Regions from separate parts of the Gasterosteus aculeatus genome. Here region 1 is linked to region 2. The links are chromatin contacts, called in public Hi-C maps. All regions are on one chromosome and are shown on one strand. The core of a region is the stretch at or near the end of the contact, and the rest is flanking DNA. Distances in the headings are between cores, read along the strand shown. Region 1 overlaps cfap221 (cilia and flagella associated protein 221). Region 2 holds the start of LOC120821052 (gamma-aminobutyric acid receptor subunit gamma-3).

Region 1 (4,219 bases), core at 66-2,565, 84 kb after region 2:
GCAGTTATTGGCGGGCCAAACCCACCGAAACGGCCACACAATTTTCTCCCAGGGAGGTTTGAGGAGTAATTGAATGAAATGTGTGAAGTGCAGAAGAGCAGCGGTTGTGAGTGTGCGTTCAAGTGAGGGAGGAGGAGGGGGGGGGGGGGCTGAAACACACACACTTCCTGTCAGTGGTCCGCCTAATGTTTCAGTTCAGAGAAAACAAAAGTGCATTCACAGGGTCAAAGCTTCACCGTAAAATGACCCGTAAAAGGAACCACAGTTTTATTTTTTATTTCTTTTACTGGAAATGGAAGCTGCTGGCGGCGGAGTGAATGAATTATAGAAACTGACTGTAACAGTTATGTCTCTTCACACATCGAACATAGTCTCCTCTCACACACACGTTACTATTATTACACCTCTATTACTTATTTAATATGTCCCATTGCTTTGGCTTTTATTAAATAGGGAGCTATGAATATTTTCCAGGTCTCAACCTGTTCTTGTGGGTTTATACGGCAAGGGAAGCAGTCAGGCTTTGGTATTTGTGTGTGTCCAAACACCTCATCAAAAAAGTGTGACCTTTTTTATTATTAAGTATGTGAAATGTCAGTTTGGATATGCCGTGTCCTTCCACTCTATTTCTATAAAACACACTGTCATTAGGTGAGAACCAGGACACACAGCCGGAAAAGGACAATTATATGTGAACGTCTTCCTGACTGTGAAACTCACAGAGTTGGAGCTCCCTCTATGGGTGAGCACGGTCACATGACTACGCTGGACTCCCAGTGATTCCACAGGATGTCAGCTCTTATGAGAATTTAATTCCGACCTTTCTTTTTACAACCACATACATACATACAACTATTATAGTGAACTTTCACGGTTTTTAAATCAATTTAGAAATCATATCCTTTGCTGTGTATCAACCAGACAGTGCAAACACAAATACAGAATCCAAACTCAACAATTACTTTTTTTTAATCCGAATGAATTCAGATCAATTATATTTACCTGTCACCAAAAAGTATGACAGTGTTGTTTGCATAACAATGCAGATTAAAAAAAGTACAGAATGGTACTCGCCTGCTTCTACAACACCATTAACTACAGCACAGAGACACACGTGTATCACTTTGAATGTGGTTGTCAGTAATGCTAGGTGGCTCGTTTGAATAAACTGTGACTGTGCTTATACGTGGATCTGTGTGGGTGGAGGGACAAATTCCGAGGCTCTGTAGGAATAGCTTACTGTTATTTTGAGTATGTGGTAGAGAGAGAGGCTTATACGTGGGTGAGGAAGGAGTCTCGTATCTGTGAGTAGGATGGTGTTTGTGATGACTGTGTTCATTCATGTGTGCGTACACAGAGCATATTTGAAGGTGTTTCTGGAGGGTTGTGTGTGTGTGTGTAAGGGGGGGGGGGGGGTTGCCTATTCACAGTCCTCTCCCGGTGTAGTGGTGTCAGTGACTCCATAGTGCTTCAGCCTGGCCATCACTCTTTTCCCCATCTGGTTGAGCTCAGACATGTAGGTCGCCTCCAACTGAAGCTCCCTCTGGTGCCTGTGACGGGAGGATTCAACGTTACCGAGGAAACAGACTCAAGCATTAAAACAGTGGCTAAACTAGACCCCATAGAGCACCTGAGCTGGAAATCCATTTAAGCTCTAATAAAAGCTCTTATTAATGTTAGTGTTGATTATAATATGCAGCATTTTTTAATTTAGACTAATACTTGTCAGACCTAGTATTTATTTGGCTAAATATTATGATTTCAACCCAGAATCACAATGTTATCATAAGCATTTATATCCAGAACTTACTTTGAAATTAATTAATGAATAAATCAGTATAACAGCAAGTATTAGTATGATAATAGAATGATGTGCATGACAAATGTGCATGACTGGAATTTATGTTGGCTGAGTTAACAGTTAATCCTCAATCATGGGTCTTTTCTACAATTACGCATATATTTTACATACATATATATATTATAAGTCTAAAGCCAACAACGCAATCTTGATCAATGATGAAACATTGTGACCAAAACAAGATTGAATTCCTTCTTGTTTCATTTGAATGAAAAAGTAGCAGCAGAGAGTTCCTGCCTCCAGGTGATCAATTTGCACATTCATTAACTTCATGTCTGGTTTATCCTGAGGACGCTCTTTCTTAAATCTAAAAGCACAGCGTGTTCTAGGATATCCGTGTCTTCATGTAGACGTGCTTGAACATTTGTCTAATCTATTACATAGGACGTGGTTTGATTAATGTCAATAAGCAATCCATCTGCCTAAAGAGGCTGGCATCAGGATCACTGCCTTAGTAACACACACATCGTGCCAGACTCACCTGACAGTTGTTCCGCTGGTCAGGTTGCTATTGGAGACCAGAGCTTCTGCACATAAGAACTCTGCTCGGATAATCTCCGGGGTTAGTTGCACGCCGGGGCCTTCGGACCTGAACAAAAAACAAATACGCAGCGATTACTACTGGAGAAAAAGCTTCCAAAAACGAGTTCAATGGATGCCGGTGCAGCGTGCACTTACTGTGTGTCCATTAGTGGCGGCAGATCGTCAGGAGGTCCGGGGAGAGGAGGAGGTGCTATGAGTGGAAGTGTGTCGGTGCTGTAGTTGATAGACCTATAGAGGACACACACACCGTTTTCCCCCTGAAGAGCCAGACCACACATCACCGGAACGAGATAATGGTCGGATATCTACTTCATCTTACGCAGATCGAAGGGCCGCTTCGGGTTGTTTGAAATCGCAGTTTGATCGGGAATGAAAAAAATCTCCCGAGTGAAAGTTGCTGCCACGTATGGGTGTGAAATATAACTAAATAGAGGGTTTGGATTTGGAGCCGCCGCCCCCAGGCCCTGGACAGGACGGGTACATGGGAGCACGGTTTGCAATTTGCAAAAAGTACGTCAGGTCATTTGGGGTCTTTGTTACCATTGTTTACCATTTAAATCATATCAAGTCCTCCTCTCCTGAACTTGCACTGGTCATTTGTTAGCAGGCAGACATTAGATTCCTTAAATATCAAACCTGCAGCAAACCATCGTCCACGTTCAGGCAGCAGAAAGAAGACTTGACTATGTTCAAAATGTCAAATTGAGTAAGTTGTTCGTTCCAGCTGCACAGTGCGTGGAAATGCCCGTTTTGTGTACGCAAGAAATTCCCTGAATTTACGGTGCAGCCATATAATGGTGGAATGAAATGCAAATGGCTAAAATAATTAACCGGTTGGATAAATGCATGGCAAGAAACCTTAAAGTACAATTTAAGCAGAACATGACAAACAATATGTGCTTTAGAACATTTAACAAAAAGAATAAATCATCTTCAATATTTGCTGGCTCAGACCGATAACGTGCTAGTCAATACATGTCACGTGCTGCAGAGAAGACAAATGAGTTCAGTGTGAAGAGTCTTAATTGTTAATTCAGTCCACGCAACATAGTGATTGAGTACTTAGTATTCAGTGCTTAGCATGTAAATTTGTTCGGAAGCAGCGGCTGTGTCGACCAGCTTGTCTCTTGACACTTTCTGGCGCTTGGTACCGAGCGGGTGGTTAACAGCGGCTTGATGCTTCAGCAGAAAGCAACCCAAAAGTAAGCATTTCAACCATGAGGGGTTTCAGTTGAATCCAGCGCACCACATGGGACAGCCCCCTGCTGTGTTCACTAAAGCAAAACGGCAAAATATCATAATTTATTCACTGTCCATTTTGGTTCAAGAATGAATAAATCACTATTTCACGGTTTAAGTGAACACAATGCTGGACTAGTATTTCTCCCTAAGTATACAATACTGGCAAGAAGGAAGTATTTGACAGTACTTTTCTCCCCAAATGGTGGAACATTTGTATTATTCCTTTAAAGATTAGTCAAACAAACTGAAACTAGGGCAGATCACTGCAGTCGTAAAAACGAACATCACTTCAATCTGCACTGCAATCAAGAGAAATCGTGCGTGTTTGTGTTTGGGGGGGGTGGTGTGTGGTTGCGTGTGTAGGTGTTTCGGTGTGGGTTTGGATGAAATCAGAGAACACGTTGCTAAAAATGTTTGATAAAAGTAAAACTGCTGAATACTAGAAGACTAAAGACACACCTCTTCAGACTCTACCTCGACTAAAAGACTGACAAATTGTAGCACTTAAATTGTACTTCTAATGGCACTTATCCATAGAAAATTGGCTTATTTGATGAAATTGCACATTCTTGT
Region 2 (4,147 bases), core at 940-3,439:
GGCCTGACAGTCCGTCTGCCCTCCACTAAAACATCCCATTCGCCTTAGCTGGGGAGCGTATCTGTGCCGCCAGGCCTCAACGTTACCCAGCTCAATATCCTCTTAATATGGCTCATTAAGAGATCTTTCAAATGTCTCAGCAACAGGGTCTCCACACAGCAGCGTGACGGTAGACCAGTGGTTGGCAAACAGTGGCCCCTGAGCCCAAATCTGTCCCTCAAACAAAACTTTGCCCCCTGACAAAAGTTGAAGCTTAACTTTTAATAGTTAACAAAACTTTGACTTTATTTTTCAGTAATGACTACTGCTCTGTCCGTTAATCTTCCTTGCTACTGATGGAATGAGTGTCCCCATCCATCCGTCCATTTAACCAACCACTCTGTTCTCTACTGCCAGCCAAGAAACGATTGCCCACCCCTCCCCCCTTCCTTCATTCACTGTGACAGACTCATCTGCCATACATCTGTTAGAAAAGGGATTTAGCTCCGCTTAAGTTACTTTCACCCATTCAAGGGGAGGGGGGGGGGGGGTTCACGGCAAAGCGCTTCACTCCAATTTAAGCCGTGGCCGGACCAGCCGATGACAAATGCTTGTTTTTCTTCTCGGTAGTGTCTGGACAGCTGTGGCTGCTGCGTGTTGGGGACGAATTTAGGATTGATAGATGTGCTTTAGCCAGAGCTGGCTGCCAGGCGAGTGAGGCCGACTGGTGGTTTGAACTCGGCCCTTCGGACCGGGGAATGTAACGCGCACGCAGCGGTCGTCTTAGAGAGCCTTTACCAGTCGTCCATGCCCGTAAGGCTCCAGGAGGCCACCGAACGTGGATGTAGTTACTCTTGCTTTTCAGAATCAATGAAAAACTTAGTTTTTATTTTTTTAGGAGGAAACATTCAACGAAGATATTTGCACTTTTTGCAAAGGAAAACGCAGAAAAGCCATTGTACCTAGCAGAGCTTAATGTATTAGTGTTATTCACCCTTTGTTTTATGTACTGTGTATGTTTTATGTATTATACTTAAAATTACTGAATAAAAAGGAAGAACAAACATGGCATTCCTTATCAAGCGTTTGGACAGAGTTGCTTCATAGTATAAAGTCATGTGTAGCCTCATTGACTAATGATTATACATGCAGGGAAATAGGCTATTGGTATTTAACCGCTTTATGAAACTAACGTGATAAATGTATTGTCTATGTGTAAAATGGCCAGTGGCGTTGCTTTATGCAGAAATGTTCCAGACAAATTGGCCTCAGCTGTAGTGCCGCTTATTCGCTATTTCTCATGTCATTATCTGAATCTATTCTTTGATGTACGAGTGACTAGATTAATATAGATGACAGTTCTTTCTCGTCTCAGATTATATCCAGCAAACAGGAACATTAGATACAACATGCATAATGGAGGTAAATCATTGTTAATACGTAAACACAAGTTTTTTTGGGGGGGAATATATAAAATATATCCCATCACCGGCTATCCCTCTTGGAGAGGTACTTCTGTCTCATTTTCAGCCACCAGGAGGCAGCGCAGGCCTCTCTGCGCGCCGCCATGTGTGCGCGTCACAAGCCTCACGAGTGCATCGGGGTTGCACAGCAAGCTGCTCCCCCCCCCCCCCCCCCCGTCATCCCGCCTCATTCCCCCACCGCGCGCCTATTACCTCGTGTGAGTGCAGGTGAGCGGCAGCACTGCAACTTACGTGTAAAGATGCGTGCATGTAGCATAATGCTATGCTCATGTCATTATTGATATGATTTGCGTAATGCAACACACCCTTTCAAATTGTGCATGAAGCTCGGAATATTTTTTTAAAACAGTAATCTAACTCTTTCTTCACCTTTATTACCCAATGAACTGACTGCCTAATTAATTGGAATATATAAAAACGGTAATAAAAACAGATGTTATGCTAAATATGCAGAACGATTCTTGAAATAATAAAATCACCAGCGTGTAGACTAAGCCAGGTGTATGAGTCATGCAAGATGCTCCTCTGCTGAGGTTCTCCACCTCCAGCATCACCAAACACCACTGTTGTCTACAGAGGCGTTTAGGGAAGGGAAGAGGGCGCTGCTGGATACCGTCCGATTCCGACTCCCCTCCGCTGACCTGATCACATCGATCGATCGCACGAGCGCGTCCCTGGAGGAACCCCCTGCGCGGCGCACGGAGGATCGGAAAGGGCGGGTGGCTTAGGGGGTGGGGTGAGAGAGAGAGAGAGAGAGAGAGAGAGAGAGAGAGAGAGAGAGCGCTGTGTGGGTCGCAGATGACATGCAGAAGAAAGTGTGTGGGCGGATGAGGAAGTTCAGAGCACGGATTGATGGTCACACACCTATACTGTACTGGCACTTTCTCGCAGCAGCACAACGCCGGGATTTCCATCCACATATTCCTGTGATCCGGAGGGGGAGATCCACGCATGGGAAAATGACAATCAAGTTTGTGGTCATCCACTTCATACTTCTCGTTCAATGTGCTCGGTGAGTCAGATTTGTGCCTCTTTTTCAAAAACAATTTTATTCGCACAATCAACAGCTGGGAGAGGTTTTTATTTGAAGCTGTGAGCGTTCACATGTTTACAGTTCTGTGTGGGGGGCAATTACGCATCGCATGTGAATGATTCTGGCAAAAAAAAGCGTGTGGGGCTTCATTTTTTTTTTCTAAGGGCTTTCCCCACACAGGCACACACATGTACACGCACACAAAAATGACTGTTGTGGCCAGATACAGAGTCTATGCTCTGATAATAAGCCATTCAAACTCAAGGCATTCAAATACAATCATTATACGTAACTGCTGCATCGACAAAGTTGTTTTTCTTATGACAATGGTGTTTATCAAAGGAGGGGCGCAGTTCCTCAGCGTGATTAACGACACCCACCCTACCCTTTTGCCCCCCCCCCCCCCCCCCCCCTCCACTACACACACACACTCACACAGTTCTGATCTACTGGAATATGGCGCCGACGACGAAGATCCCAACGACACCACTGTCAATCAGATGCTGGTCCCCAGGTCACATCAGGAGGAAGCCACGCGAATACTGAACAGTTTGCTCGAGGAATACGACAAGACCCTGCGGCCGGACATCGGAGGTGAGGGCGGGTCGCGTTGACGTGTGGAGACTGGTGACAAAAAAAAACTAAAAAAGGACTAACAACTTATTGGAGTTAGTGGCGCTGTCCGGCGTGCTGATTGGTGTTGCTGAGGAGTGGAGCTGTCCACGGTGCTGAAACGAGAAGCGCTCGATTCGCTGTTGATGGAATAAGTGAAGGATTTGTGGCTGCAGTCAAATGGAAACGTTCTGCATGTGTTTTCCAGCGTTTTACACCTTGAAGAGCAAGTTGTCTGTTAGCAGGAAAACATTATCTGCAGTATATGGTCATGTATGAACTTGGATAGCGGTCAACAGTTGCTTAACTCATCAATTCCCCTGCTGATTATTTTCTAGATTTCTGCAATAGAACAACAGAATATAATAATTTGTCATTTTCTGTAGTCTAAAGATCCATCTTCGGATGTTTCCTTTCTACCAGCAGTACAACAATCCCCAACCTAAACATATTTAGAGAACAAAGAACAGCAGCGTATCTTCACGTTTAACTATCTGATAATCAATGACGGTTTTCTGTAATTAGGGTTAAATTGATAAAATAATTGCAGGCAAACGTTGAAACAAATCAGGGTAAAGAAACAACAGTGACGAGTGAGTTTTGAGACGAGATATAAAACAGATCTGACTAATCTATAGTCGCGTAGCCGTGACAGTGAAGATGCTCAGTGACCTAATGGGGGAAAGACAACAGGCGATGCAGTTTGGCAATCATCTTCAAAGACGATGACAGGACTGAACCACTGACTTGAGATGTTTCTCAGTGTTCAACATGAGAATCAAAAGGGGCGCATTGTTGGGGTTTAGCTCCAGGAAGCTTGGGGACATCCAGTCCCCAGTCTTTTGACATTTTGTGATTTAGACCGATCTGAACGATAACTAGGTGGCGTAAATGCTGGAGTAATTGTGATTTCAATATCTACACAGGAGCAACTTGAGTTAAAGGCAAAGTAAACTAAAATAGGCTATTTTTAAACCCTTTAGAGGGATGTACTCAGATCCTTAAGTAGGGCTACAATAAATGTTGTGGATCATAGTGA

The links. Hi-C and Micro-C count contacts between places; a contact is called where the count stands out from the background.
Region 1: a contact with region 2 is called in a Hi-C map of skeletal muscle, with 6 times the contacts expected there. The contact joins the enhancer-like site here to the promoter of LOC120821052 in region 2. A contact is called at or near these places in 3 of 6 Hi-C or Micro-C datasets (blood and trunk muscle, liver and skeletal muscle).

Annotation. Positions count from the first base shown.
Region 1 is chr1:25,796,151-25,800,369 of fGasAcu3.hap1.1, forward strand. It overlaps cfap221 (cilia and flagella associated protein 221), which reads right to left. Exons shown (of 25, transcript XM_040176614.2): 23 at 2,540-2,632; 24 at 2,343-2,450; 25 at 954-1,550. The coding sequence ends at 1,421. Among protein-coding and RNA genes, the nearest start is that of cfap221, 15 kb to the right of the region's middle. Within about 2 kb of position 1,316, at least 1 of the 9 cell types and tissues checked has open chromatin away from gene starts, as enhancers often do.
Region 2 is chr1:25,711,678-25,715,824 of fGasAcu3.hap1.1, forward strand. LOC120821052 (gamma-aminobutyric acid receptor subunit gamma-3) reads left to right here and starts at 2,190. Exons shown (of 10, transcript XM_040179418.2): 1 at 2,190-2,475; 2 at 2,936-3,090. The coding sequence starts at 2,267. LOC120821055 (gamma-aminobutyric acid receptor subunit alpha-5) reads left to right here. Exons shown (of 14, transcript XM_078099023.1): 14 at 1-1,057.